Regions from separate parts of the Mus musculus genome. Here region 2 is linked to region 1. Evidence: chromatin contacts called from public HiChIP or PLAC-seq data. All regions are on one chromosome and are shown on one strand. The core of a region is the stretch at or near the end of the contact, and the rest is flanking DNA. Distances in the headings are between cores, read along the strand shown.

Region 1 (7,272 bases), core at 2,377-4,876:
GGGAGTTTCTCCTCCTAATATATTCTCCCCTGCACCTTTCCTCATTCCTGAGGCTCTATACCCAGCCAAAGGTTACACTTGGCTTTGCTGGTGTGCTGCTTCACTGGGGTAACTGTTATCATTCTGTCTAAACTCCACCCCACAGTTACCTGGCAATAGCCAGGTAGACCTGACCCACTATAAAAGGGGCTGCTCAACCCCTCCTCTCTCTCTTGCTCTCTTGTTCTCTTGCTCTCTTGGGCTTTTCCCTTCTTGGTCCCTGTCCCCTCCCCCTCCCTTCCCCATTCCTTCCCCATCTCTCTACTCGCTCATGACTGGCCTCAACTCTTCTCTTCTCTTCTCTTCTCTTCTCTTCTCTTCTCTTCTCTTCTCTTCTCTTCTCTTCTCTTCTCTTCTCTTCTCGCCTCCCCTCCCCTCCCCTCCCCTCCCCTCCCCTCCCCTCCCCTTCTCTCTCTCTCTCCCTCTACTACCCTCTTAAATCACTTCCCTATACCCTGAATAAACTCTATTCTATACTATACTGTCATGTGGCTGGTTCCTTAGGGGGAAGGGTTACCTTGGCATGGGCTCACTGAGACATCCCCTTCCCTCATACCTGACCACACCCCCATAGAACATATTCTTTCTCTTTTTATAAACACATCAGTAGCTCCTTAACTTCAAAGGTTAAAGGACAGGTTTGTCCAGTGATAGCCTTAACGACCTGTGGAGGTGCTGATAACTACAGAATTCAGAAGGATAGTGTGGGTAAAGAATCCATTCCAGATTGTTCCTTGTAAGCTTCCTCATAGTGTCTGGACACCTCAGAGCTGTGATGTTTGGCACCAAGCCTACCCAGTATTTTTGGTATTCAGCTGTAAGCATAACATCCATTGACTTAAACCAACGCATTGGCTAGAGGTGTAGCTCAGCTCACTTGTATAGCACATGTGGTTCGTTTTGTAAGCTCCTTTCAGGTGGATGTGGTAGGAGCCTCCCCAAGAATGTCAGTGAAAGGAGAGCAGACACTTGATCCTCCTGGATCCAAAGTAACCTTGCTTCCTGTCACTTACAGCCACAACAGATCAAAGGGCAAGCCTCTATCTAGTACTGTGTTGAAACTCTCCCAATTCATGGCTTCTGCCTGTCCCTATGGTGTAAACACTCCCACCTCAGCCTGTGCTTTAGTTGCTCTAGCTTATTGTTGTGATAAAAACAATGCAGTACTACTCAGCTATTAAAAACAATGAATTTATGAAATTCTTGGGCAAATGGATGTATCTGGAGGATATTATCCTTAGTAAGGTAACCCAGTCACAAAAGAAGTCATTAGATATGCACTCACTGATAAGTGGATATTATCCCAGAAACTTAGAATACCCAAGATACAATTTGCAAAATACAAGAAAATCAAGAAGAGGGAAGACCAACGTGTGAATACTTCATTCCTCCTTAGAATAGGGAACAAAATACCCATGAAAGGAGTTACAGAGACCAAGTTTGGAGCAAAGACAAAAGGATGGACTATCCAGAGACTACCCCACCTGGGGATCCATCCCATAATCAGCCACCAAACCCAGACACTATTGCATATGCCAGCAAGATTTTGCTGAAGGGACCCTGGTATAGCTGTCTTGTATGAGGCTATGCCAGTGCCTGGCAAATACAGAAGTGGATGCTCACAGTCATCTATAAGATGGAACACAGGGCCCCCAATGGAGAAGCTAGCGAAAGCACCCAAGGAGCTGAAGGGGTCTGGAACCCTATAGGTGGAACAACAATATGAACTAACCAGTACTCCCAAAGCTCGTGTCTCTAGCTGCATATGTAGCAGAAGATGGCCTAGTTGGACATCATTGGGAAGAGAGGCCCCTTGTTATTGCAAACTTTATATGTCCCAGTACAGGGGAATGCCAGGGCCAAGAAGTGGGAGTGGGTGTGTAGGGGAGCAGGGTGGGGGAGGGTATAGGGAACTTTCGGGGTAGCATCTGAAATGTAAATAAAGAAAATATCTAATAAAAAAAATACTTGACCAAACCCTTAAGGTCATCATTTACCTCATGATTTGAGAGGGTGCAGTCCATTGTGGCAGAGGTGTAGAGGTGGGAGTGTGGGAAGGTTTGTTCACATCTGGGAGGGGCAAGATGCAGAAGGAGATAACTGCTGGCATTCATCTGACTTTCTCCTTTCCCTCCTTTCATTCAGACGAGGCTCTGGCACTGAGGATTCAGCTGCTGTGATAAATGGACTGTCAGTCTTAAAACCTTACTGATTCTATGTCCATAGATATTGTCACATGTCCTTGAAGGAGCAGTTGACTGGACAGCTTATTCCAATCCATTCAGGGTTCAGACACTTGCCCTTCCAGGTGCTTTCACTATTTTAAAATATTCCTAGAGTGGGCAGGGCTGTGGTTCACTTGGTATAGGTCTTGCCTAGCATGTATAAAGCCCTGGGTTTCATTGGGTAAATGGGCATTGAATAAAACAGGGCACAGTGACACATGCCTCCCAGCACTTGGAAGGCAGAGGCAAGAGGCTCTTAAATTCAAGGTAATTCTCAAATCCTGAAGGCTCTACTGTTTGCAGATTGAGGACTCCCTCACATAAGACTTCCTTCTGATATTAGCCCAGGTTACAGGAGACTCTATCTACCTATCTACCTATCTACCTATCTATCTATCTATCTATCTATCTATCTATCTATCTATCTATCTATCTATCTGCCTATCTATCTATCTATCTATCTACCTACCTACCCACATATCTATCATCTATCAATCAATCAATCATCTCATCTATCTATCCACCTATATAACACACACACACACCATGCATACATGCACAAAGACTTCTAACCATTTTTCTAAATTACCTCTGGCAGAATTCCTTAGACTCCCTATTCTTTGTCTGACACATGTCCTGTGGGAGTTCATGCTTAAACAGTATTTCTAATCTCCTACTGGAGAATATTCTTCTTACAAAGCCCCTGAGATGTCTGATTTCTAATTTAAGTAGGAAATCTGGGCCACCGTGTCACGGTTGGTAATGAGATGTGTGGCTCTGTCTGATAGTCTGCCCTTGTGCTAACACCTGCACAAACTCAGAGTATGAGTGAGAGCTCCCTCACACAAGACAGCCTTCAGTGGGTAAATGGGCAGACCATCTAGACAGCCACAGGAATATGTTTAGTGTCCAAGAAGAATGTAACTGTGACAGCAAATGACAGAAGCCAATCTGAGAAGGCTGCACAGTGCACTAGTACTGAGAAGCAGGGACAGAACAGAAGGATCAGTTGTCCCAGCTGCACATGGAGGCATACCTGTGTGACCTCAGCTACTTAGGAGGCTGAGGCGGGAGGGTTGTAAACTAGAGGCCAGCTAGGGTTGCATGGTAAAGTTTATTTCTCTCTCCTACTTCTATACTTACACTGTAGATGTATAATAATGCCTTAAGGGCATCCATGGGGAGTAGCCTGAGTCTCTGAACACCTTTCCCTCAGGCTACCTGCTGATATCCTTACAAGTGAGGGGTAACTGGGAAATAGCCGCTCAGGGATGAAACACTGGCCACCATTCAAGAGCCTGAGGCCTTGAGGGTTCTGAGGCCACCACAGCAGGCACGCACAGGAACAAGGTCCTACCACACCCATTGACTCCTAGAGAGAGAGCTGCAAGGAAGGATCGCCCTCCACTCTCCACAAATCTCCGCCTTTGTCCTGGCTTCATCCTGCACCAGAGGCTTCTGCATCTTGTATACCTCCTCCCTTGTGCAGTTCTTGAGAGAGCTTATGGAGCCGGGCAGGCAAAACAGGAGAGATTCAGGGTCCTCTCTAGGCTTCACCTCTGAAAAGGAGCCCCCATCACACCCCTCTTGATAAAACCTTTGTAATCGAATTTCTCAGAAAAAAAATGCCACACCTGTGTTGAAGGTTCTAGAAGGCAGGTTGATTTCCCAAGGGGTTATTTCTGCCCCCCCCCCCCCCATGCTAAACCTTGTACCAGGCTGGTTGAATGATTAGAAATTCCTTAATGCAGAGAGCTGGAATATTGCAGCTCAAGATCAAAAATTATCTTGGGCTCTTTAAAGGCCCCTTTATACATATGTAGTATTCACTTCTATGTCTAATGGCTTTCGTGGGACCCTTGGGATGTATGAGAAGGCCCCTAGTTTCCACTAACCTGAAGTGAAGTATGTGATCAGATAATGACTAGGACTTGTGAAGGAGATTCCTGACTGTCTGACAAGTTTCTCTGAGAAGCTGCAAGGAGCATGAACAAGCCCTAAGTCCAACTAGGGCTGGCGAGGTGACTCAGTGTGCAAAGGTGCTTAAGGCCTCAAGCTATTGATCTGTTTGATTCTGTGACTCACATGATGGAAAGAGGGAACTGAATCATCTAAGTTGTTCTCTGACCCTGTGACCCTCCCATACACAGACTGTGCACACACACACACACACACACACACACACACACACACACACACACACACTGTGTATGCACTAAATGTCTGTTTTTAAAAGGTTCTCAATCAACAACAGGGGACGGTAGTTAATGCCTGGACTCACAAACTCTTCACAGGCAATCTTTCAAGTTTCTCCTGAAACTCCCAGAACAAGAAAGCAGGAAAGAGAGTCACTAACTCAGTACACTCCTCCTCCTCCTCCTCCTCCTCCTCCTCCTCCTCCTCCTCCTCCTCTCCCTCTCCCCTCCTCCTCTCCCCTCCTCCTCCTCCCCCCTCCTCCTCTTCCCTCCTCCTCCTCCCCCTCCTCCTCTTCCCTCCTCCTCCTCTTCCTCTTCTTCCTCTTCCTCTTCTTCTTCCTCCTCCTCACAGGGTATGCTCTGAATTCACTGCTGAATGACAAGGCTGTAGGCAGAACAATGGGAGGAAGCCCTTTCTTCCTGCTCAGGAATGGGACCAAAATGACTATGGTAACAGACAGAGTGGGCCACCTCAGTGGGGCAGACATTATGTTAGCAGAGACAGTGGGCCAGTGGGAGGCCTGCAATGAGGGATCTTTTTGATAGTGCCCATGGGCAATCCTGATTTGGCAGGATAATGTGGTGTCCACTGCTACCTGGAGCTTGCTGCTTGGCCATGTGGTTGTGTTGACCTGATGAAATGAGGTGCCCATGATGCCAGGATCACTGAAGGCTGGTATAGACAGAATGGTGAACAGGTTGGATGCTCCTCCCTCACCCTGAGATGTCAGAGCAGTAGACCTCCCATGGAAAAGAAACTTGTGTCAAGGAGAAGGCCACACAGTGAGGGGAGCCAGATGGACCTGGCTGTTCCTGCCCTGAAAGAATGCTGAGGATCTGAGTTCATTACAGACACAAAAGCGACCCTTCATAGTCTTAACTGGGAGTGAAGCCTTGTCTGGTACCCTCTCCCCAGGGATGTTTAGGGTCACCTGAAAGCTCTTATAACACACTTAGTTGGATCCCCTGCTCCACTAAGTGGGGACACCAACTCGCTGTCTCACTGTGGGACCCCAAGGATGGCTTCTGAGACATGGTGGCTCCCCTCCAAACACTTGCTGAAGGAATGAAGATGGGAAATAAATGGATGCCTTTTTCAGTTGAGGCAAAAAATAAATAAATAAATTATTCAATAGGTAACGCTTCAGGAATTGTGTGCCAGAAGAGCAGAGAACATGAATTGTTGTTTTTAATGTGCATATGTAAATGTGTAGTGCATGTTGTTCATGTTTAAGAATGTACATGCATGGGAGCATGTGTACACATGTGGAAGTGCACATATATGCATACACATGTGAAAACAAGAGGACAGCCTTGGTACCATCCTCAGAAATCTCTCTTATTCTCTTGGCTTGAGAAGTGTTAGCAGAAACTCAGGATAAAGAACAAATATCTATTTCTTTTTAGCCCATTGGGTATTTGCTGAAATGCAAAGTTAGGTGACAAAGTCAGTGCTGGTATTTTATTACTGATTTATTTTATTTTATTTTTTTATTTTATTTTATTTTATTTTATTTTATTTTATTTTATTTTATTTTATTTTATTTTATTTTATTTTGATGCAGGGTTTATCTGTGTAGCCCTGGCTATCCTGGGACTTTATAGACCAGGCTGGCACCAAAATCAGAGAGGGAGGAGGGCGGGGGCAGCACTTGTCTAATGTGTGAGCTCCCAGGACGACCCCCATCCCTGTAGACTATAAACATACACAGAGCTATGACACCACCCGAAGCCCTCCTCTGTAGTGAGCCCACCAGTCTCTTGACAGGAGCTTATCACTCTTCAGCACCATCCTAGAAGGCACGGCTGATGCAAGGTCTGGGATGAAGTGGCTGCGCATCCTGATGGCCTAGAGGGAAGCTTGAGGTTGTGTTGTGCCTCAGGGGGACAGCAAGCTTTGTACAGAGGGTGGGGACCCTGTTCCAGGCACCCTGTTTCTGTGCCTTCGCCTGCCTGACTGTGTAGTTCTCTGGGAGCCGGTTCGTGTGGTTTTAGGTAAGGAGCCTGGTAGTCAGTGCAACCAGCCCAGCAAGTGCCTGGTCTCCTGGAGAGGAGCAAGAGTTCTCCCATCAGGACCCTGCCCAGCAGGGACTTGCAGGGGCTTACTTATCTTGCCTACAGGTGACCTGTAACCAGAGTTCCCAGGCTGGCGGGCAGGAAGGAGAAAGCATGTTCCTGGTTTCTTGTATGGCAACATTGTTTCCAATTCCTCTGCCTGACACCCACTCTTTCTGCTAAATATTTTAAGTGGAGGTAGCAACTCAAAAGAGATGTTCTATTCCTCCTCTGTAATTTCCTTCTTACTTTGTGTTCTGTTTTCTCCTCTCTCCTCCCAAACGTATACAGGCAACCTTAATTCTGAAAGAAATAAGCATGAGGCTTGTAAATTATCTAAAGCTCACACTTTCCCTCTTCCTCCTCTCTGAGCCACCGGCTGAGTGTCGGGGGTGGGGTGTTCTAGGGAGGGACAGAACTGACAGACTGCATATGCGTGGAGCTTGGCTTACACTGTGTGGGCTGCGCAGCACAGCAGCATCGCTATCCACGTTTTAGAGAGACTGAGACCAGTGGCCACTCAGTTGGCAAGGCCAGCGCCTCAGAACTCCCAGTATGGTGCTGGAGACACTACTGATCTTCAGTCCTTCTTGTAAGGATGTAGAAGCTGAGTCACAATATCACTGAAGGACAGCGGTGGCTGCAGCTGCAGCAACCTGGTGCTCACTAGCAGGATAGATGTGGGCAGGGAAAGACAGATCATTTTCTTCTGAGGCCATCTTTCTATCTTCTCCCTGTTCATCCTTCCTGGAAATGCC
Region 2 (7,272 bases), core at 2,373-4,872, 830 kb after region 1:
TAGATGATGGAGCATGCATAGATGATGGAGCAAACACATGATGGAGCATATATATATAATGGAGCATACATATATGATGGAGCATACATATGATGGAGTATAGATGATGGAGCATACATATATGAAGGAGCATGCATAGATGATAGAGCATACACTTGGTATTTTTTGTTGTTGCTTCATTTTTTAAAATATTTTTTATTATTACGTATTTTCCTCAATTACATTTAGAATGCTATCCCAAAAGTCCTCCATACCCCCCCCCCACTTCCCTACCCACCCATTCCCATTTTTTTTGGCCCTGGCATTCCCCTGTACTGGGGCATATAAAGTTTGCGTGTCCAATGGGCCTCTCTTTCCAGTGATGGCCAACTAGGCCATCTTTTGATACATATGCAGCTAGAGTCAAGAGCTCCGGAGTACTGGTTAGTTCATAATGTTGTTGCACCTACAGGGTTGCAGATCTCTTTAGCTCCTTGGATACTTTCTCTAGCTCCTCCATTGGGTGCGCTGTGCTCCATCCAATAGCTGACTGTGAGCATCTACTTATGTGTTTGCTAGGCCCCGGCCTAGTCTCACAAGAGACATCTATATCAGGGTCCTTTCAGCAAAATTGTTGTTGCTTCATATGTGTATGTATGTGGCGTATATGGGCATATTCGTGTGGGCATGTGGACATATTCATGCACATGCATGAAGAGCCAGAAGTTGGTGCCCAGTGTCTTCCTCTATCACTCTGCACAGTTTTGGTTCTGTAACAAAGCTCATCAGTTCAGCTAGAACGGCATCCACCCCAGGCATCTCCCTTCCCCTGCTTCCTCCTCAGCCTCCATGCTGGGATCACAAATCTACACAGTCCTAATAGTGCCACTCCCTGAGCCAAACATATACAAACCATCACAGTCACCTTAGGTGCAGGCAGCTCAGCATCTCGGGGGCTGATTCTGGGACTGGACTTACTAGAGCTGCCTTTAATCCTGGGTCTCACACAACTATCTACAAACACACACAGCGTTTGGAGCAACCATCCCAGTTCCAGCTCTGTGGACAGAGATGACTCCGGTCCACAGTGTCCCCCTCCCTCTGGGAATGGCCAGCCATGGAGAATAACAGGAGAGAGGAGAGAGAGAGATGGTGGGGCCATCCTCCATACCAATGGCTGACTATGCTGCAGGCACCTTGCTGGGCTTTGGGTTTTTATGGCTGGTCCTAAGCTCAGGCATTAGAAATGTCAATCAGCTGTGTTCTTCACTTTGATTGTCATTGAAACTGCCAGAGGAGATCACAGGACCCTACCTGCCTCCTCCAGTCTTCCAGGTCAACCAAATGTTCAACCTGCTAGAGTCTCAAAGCTCAGACCACTGACCTGGCTACTGTCCTTCCTAGCTTTCACTTCTTCCAAGTTAGGGAGTTTGTGAGCGGGCAAGTTTAGCCTTATCTAGACCTCTCTACGGGTTGCCGTCAACAACAGGGACTCTGTTTCTGAGTCACATGGAACAGCTGACAGCTTGGTGCATCAACCCTTTTTCCTGTTAGGGGGCGCTTTGGAGATTCCCTTAGCCTGAGTTCCTGAGAGGCAGGCCCACCCTAGAGCACCTACCAGAAAATACCTGGGTTCTGTTCACAGATAAAGGTGTACCTCCCACCAGAGCAGCTTTCCAAAGGCTTTCTGGCCACAGCCTATGACATGACTCTTCTCTTAGAGTTACATTTCTACTGGCAAAGCCTAACAACAACAATGACTTCTGACCTTCTAAAATCGGCAGCAGAGAAAATGAACTGGAGCAGTAATGGGGGTGGGAAGCACTCCACAAAGACATTCTGTACCATTCACAACTTCTGTTTGTTGTTGGCTGGGTTCTTTTCCCCCCTTCTTCCCCTTTCCAAGTGTGTGTGTGTGTGTGTGTGTGTGTGTGTGTGTGTGTGTGTGTTTTCAAATGGCAGAAAATATTTTCCAGCTACACTGTGCTGGCATTGCCAAGCTCATGCTGATGCCAAGGTTATAAAAAGCAGCTGTGGAGAGACTTCACAGAAGGGCTTGTCCGATCAGCTTCCAAGACACTAACTTTCCTCTAAGAACCCCACCTTCTTCACTACGTACCTGAGGGGGACACATGTGTGGCCATATTACAATAGTTATGTGCAAGATACTTGAGTGGCAGGTCTTTATGATCCCTCAGTCCCCAAATCCTCACACTCAACTGAATGTGATGGCACACGCCTGTAATCCCAGCACTCAGGAGGTGAAGGCAGAAGGATCAAGAATTCAAGACTATGGCCATCTACAGACAGAGCAAGTTCAAAGTCAGCCTAGGATATGTGAAATACTCTCTCAAAGGTTCAAAAGTTTCTCCCTGCACCAAAAGAATCTCTCTCTCTCCCTCTCTCCCCCTCCCCTCCCCCCCCCTCTCAGACACACACACACACACACACACACACACACACACACACACACACCAAAAACTGTTCCAAGATTCCTGCTACAGTTGCCAGGAAGGCTCAGAAGGGCAGGATAAGTTTGGGCTGCAATGGTGAGAACACATGGTGGCCCTCATGGGCCAGTTCCCCTACCAACACCCCCTCTTCCTCCCTCCTCTGCATGTGAGTGTGTGTGGAAGTGAGTTCATCTGTGTGTGCACATGTGTGTGCATGCATGCATGTGTGTCCGGGCATGCATGTCTGTGTGCATGTGTGTGTGTGTGCATGTGTGAGTACCTGTGTGTGTATGCTTGTATGTGTGTGTGTGCATGTGTGTAGGTGTGTATATGTGTAAGTTCATCTGTGTGTATGTGTGTGTGAGAGTGCATGCATGTGTGTGTGAGTTCATCTGTGTCAGTGTATGCTTATGGGTATAACTTAACTGTGCATGTGTAAGTGTGTTCATCTGTGTATGTGTGTGTGTGTGAGTTAGTTCATCTGTGTGTGAGAGTGTGTGAGCTCATCTGTGTGTGAGTTCATCTGTATGAGTGTGTGTATGTGTGTGTACAAATGAGTTCATCTGTGCATGTGTGTGTGTTTAAGTGTGTTCATCTGTGTGCGTGTGTGGATGGAAGCCAGACACTGACTTTAGAGCCTTTCTCTACTGTGCAACACTTTCTCACTGAACCTAGACATCACTGCTTTGGCTAAACTAGCTGGGCAGAGAGCTCTAAAGCTCTTCTTGTCTTCCATGTCTCAGCCCCAGCTCTGGGGTCACAGGCATGTGACCCAACAAGCCCAGCTTTTTATATGGGTGTGGAAGATCTGTAATCTGTGGAAGATCTGAACTCAGGTCCTTAAGCTAACATAGCAAACACTTTACCTGCTGAGCCATCTCCCCAGTCCCAAGAAGGATGTTCCTTGCATGGAACCATGACTCTCCAGAACCCCCACTCCCCGACCCGGAGACTTCCCCCAGGTCTCTCACTCTCATTCAGTGATCAGCTCCAACTCCATCTTGCCTCATCCTGTCCCTCCCACGCTGTGGGACACCCTACACCTCATTGCTGCTGCTGCTCTGCAGTGAGATCCTACTCCCTCCCTCCCTCAGTTCCAGCCTAGTGAAGACAACAGTAACCCGCACTGTGGCTCTCCTGGGTGACTAATTGGTTAATCCTGGGAAGGCCTTTGAAGCTGAAACACCAGTGTGTTACTCACAGGCTGGAGGCATGAACTTGCCCTAGGCCAGGTCTGAGTCAGCAGAGAGTGGCCTCCCACCTCCATACAGGCTGAGCCAGCCAGCCTAGGTCCTGCTCAAGGTCAAGGCTGTCCTACAGGAGAGCATGGCAATGTAAACCAAGGGAGATAGTGAGGTCTTAGTGGCCTGTGTGGGGTGGCTGTTCTGAGCCTGAGAACTGGGCCCTGTTGAAGATCACATAGCACTCAGTCCTCAGCTCATGCTTCCAAGATAGCACATGCAGCAACCTTGGTCAGGACAATATTTCCTGGTCATCGTTTGGAGAAATATTTTTTCCCACAGCAAATTCCTTAGGAGCCACAGCCTATCTCCTTGCGATCTCCTTAGGTGGGAGGGCAGTGCTGTCAGCCTAAGTCTTGGGAGAAAGATGTGGGCAACTTGTGGATTCCCTCGGCCTTCTCACACGCATCTCTCTTGTGAGGGTGGAGGTGATGGCTGAGACCGGGCCTCACTCTTAAAACCAGGCTGGCCCTTGAACTCACTGTGTAGCCTAAGCTAACCCTTTACAATTCATTTGCCTCAGCCTCCTAGCATGCCTGGCCATCCCATCTGCCTATGGGAGGAAGAAACTAGTCAAGTGTGATGGTAGGTACCTATCATCCCTGCATTCAGAAGGTGGAAGAAGAGAGATCAGGAGTTTAGTGATAGCCTGGGCTACATGAAACCAACCCTGTCTCAGAAAAGAAACAAAAGGCAGGCAAGCAGGCAGGTAGGAAGGGAAGGAGGGAAGGAGGGAGGGAGGGAGGGAGGGAGGGAGGGAGGGAGGGAGGGAGGGAGGGAGGGAGGGAGGGAGGGAGGGAGGGAGGGAGGGAGGCTGGTAGGCCAGTTTACAAACCAGAGGCCAGCCCTTGTGCTGATGCCCTTAACCCTTCCAGCAGGGTTTTGTCACCAGAGCTGGGAGGCAAGAACTGACAGCCTTTAAGATGCAACCCAGTGTCAGATTCCCCAACAATGGAGCAGCAGGTCCCCACACCCTGCCCCCCCACCCTCCTGTAGTGACCCCCATATGATCTGGCCCCCCAACCTCTGCCTTTCCTCTGCCCTCTCTGCCATTTCCTTCTTCCAGAAAACAACCTCCCTGGCCAGAAGGATTTCAGGCACTTCTGCTTTTGTTCTAAAGCCACCAGCTCTTATAATATTTTCTGCTCCTCTTCCCAGGGACTCTGAAACACACAGATGACAACACTTTAAAAACAAAGAGCCGAAGGCGGTGGCACATGTGTATCGCCCCAGCACTTGGGCGGCAGAGACAGGCGGATCTCTGCGAGTTCAAAGTCAGCCTGGTCTACAGAGTTAGATCGGGTCTCAAAAAAAAAAAAAAATTACATTAAAATTAAAACACAAAAATCTGAAGTAAAACCAGGAGGGACTGCTGTCAGCTTGGGGCAGGAAAGGGGAGAGCGGAGAGCTTGTGAGTGGAGGCCTGGATCTGGCCAAGGGGCAGGGCACAGCGGTAGACTGAGCAGAGAGCTTTCTGTTTGGCTTGGGTGGCTGCAGAGGTAGAAGTGGCCACTGGGAGAGAGCTGCTAAGATTTGCAAGACAAGAGCCTCTTTTCTCAATTCTCACACTGCCATCAAGTGGCCCAGTGAGCCAGTGCAGGATGTCTGTGCCAGCCTGAGCTACCTGGAGAGAAAAAAGGGTTGGGACTTTACCTAGGGACTCAGAAGCACCCCCAGCCTAGAGCTCTGAACTGTTCGGTAAATGCCAATCCCTGGCAATATAATCAGAGATGTATACATCCGGGCATGTGCACAGTGTCTAATCAATTCCATGCATTCAGGCAAGCAAACTCACAAGTGCTTGCTGGGAACATCAGCACACAAGGAGACATCTCTGTAAGAATCAGTACAAAAGCCACCGTCTCAGCTGGGCATGAGACAACACACCTATGATCCGAGTACAAAGAGGAATCTCTTCCTTTACTTTTATGTCATGGGTATTTTTTGAGTATGTATATCTGTGCACCATGACCGTGTACTCCTACTGCTCATGATGATAGGGAGAAGGCATCAGATCCCCTGAAACTGGAGTAACAGACAAGTGTGAGCTGTTGTATAGGTGCTGGAAATGGTTTCAGGTCCTCTGGAAAGGCAGCCAGCCCTTTCAAGTGCTGAGCCATCTCTCTGGTCCCATAGGTAGGAAGATGTTGGTCACAAGTTCAAGGCCAGCCTGAACCAGGTAACTCTGTCTCAAACTGAAAGGAATGGGATGAGATGATATCTCAGTGGGTGAATTCCTTGCTGCGCAAGCACGAGTTCAGGTCCCCAGAACCCATTTTGAGAAAGTGGGGGTGGGAGAGCATGGCATGGTGTTATGTGAACATCCTGGTGCTAAGGAGGCAGAGGACAAGAGGGGCTCCTGGGATGCCAGTGTAGCTGAACAGTGAGCTCCAGGCTTGGTGATATTCTAGAAAAATAAGGTGAAGAGGAACAGAAGACACTCAACATGGATCTCTGGCCTTCATATATACAAGGACACACATGCATGTACACAAGCACACCTGCACACAATACACACACACCACAGAAGACTTAGAACTCAGCAGTCCTATGTTTAGGTAACTGAGAGAGGAATGAGGAGGGAGGGGATGCCTAACGGTTCAAGTCCTGACGCTCTTGTATCTCTGAGGAGGTGGCCTCGCCTGAGGAAACAGGAAGCAGGGCAAGATCCAGGAGATCCAAAGTCAGCTCTGAGGCCTAAATATGCGACCCGGTAGGGCAGGACTTCAAGCCTCATTCCCTATGGTGGCCAGCTTTGATTGTCAACTTGGAACAACCTAGAATCATCTGGAAGGAGTCTCAGTGGGGGACTGTGTGCGTCGGGTTGTCCTGTTTGTGGGACATTGTCTTAATCTATGCAGGAAGACCCAGCCCACTGTGGGCGACACCATTCCTAGGCAGAGGTTCCTAAACTGTATACTAATAGAGAAACCTAGCAGGAACAAACAAGAAAGCAAGAATATATACATTTATTTCTCTCCATTCTTGACTGTGGGTGATATATGACTGGCTGTGTGAAGTTCTGGCGTTGATTTCTTACCAATGATGGGCTGTTACTTGGGGTCTGAAAACTAAATAAACCCTTTCTCCTCACTGCAACAGAAATGGCACCAGGATACTTCCTTTCCCACACACCTCTGTTCACCTCACATTTGCCTTTTTTGAACATTGGGTAGCATAACCACGTTTGGAGTGGGTTCCTACGGTCCCATGCTTTAGACACACTCCTGCCAGGCCTGCAGAGTCACTGTCATCAAGTCATGTAACTCAAGACCTGGGTCACTGTTGGCTGGACAGAAAGTGGATGAATGTCCTATAGAAAGAAGGCCATTCAAATCTCCCTCCTACAAAACAGAACTGTGTCAAATTTGGAGACAGTCAGTCTCTGCTAGGGTCTAAAGCTGTACATGTTAGCCAAGGACTGAGGAAGCAGAGAGGCAGCCAGCTGCTGCTGTTCACACCCATTCAGTCTCCCAGCACTCACCCCTGGCACCTCTTCCCTGTGACTTGTTCACAAGAGCCTCTTCTCTTGTTATAGTTTGATTTTTTTTTTCACAGTGGAGATCAGTCAGGGTCTTGTGCATGTTTAGCAAGTGCTC

What was found. HiChIP or PLAC-seq counts read pairs in DNA pulled down with a chosen protein or histone mark.
Region 2: a contact with region 1 is called in a FOXA1 HiChIP or PLAC-seq map of pancreatic cancer cells. The contact joins two enhancer-like sites. A contact is called at or near these places in 1 of 484 Hi-C or Micro-C datasets (cerebellum) and 1 of 115 datasets of contacts at active chromatin or transcription factors (pancreatic cancer cells).

What each region holds. Positions count from the first base shown.
Region 1 is chr8:126,089,880-126,097,151 of GRCm38.p6, forward strand. All of the region lies in intron 1 of Gm46072 (a long non-coding RNA gene), which reads left to right. Among named protein-coding and RNA genes, the nearest start is that of Gm46072, 21 kb to the left of the region's middle. Within about 2 kb of position 3,627, at least 14 of the 459 cell types and tissues checked have an H3K27ac peak or open chromatin away from gene starts, as enhancers often do. A contact at or near this core is called in pancreatic cancer cells, where this site is marked.
Region 2 is chr8:126,915,834-126,923,105 of GRCm38.p6, forward strand. No RefSeq gene overlaps it. Among named protein-coding and RNA genes, the nearest start is that of Gm31718, 11 kb to the left of the region's middle. Within about 2 kb of position 3,623, at least 161 of the 459 cell types and tissues checked have an H3K27ac peak or open chromatin away from gene starts, as enhancers often do. A contact at or near this core is called in pancreatic cancer cells, where this site is marked.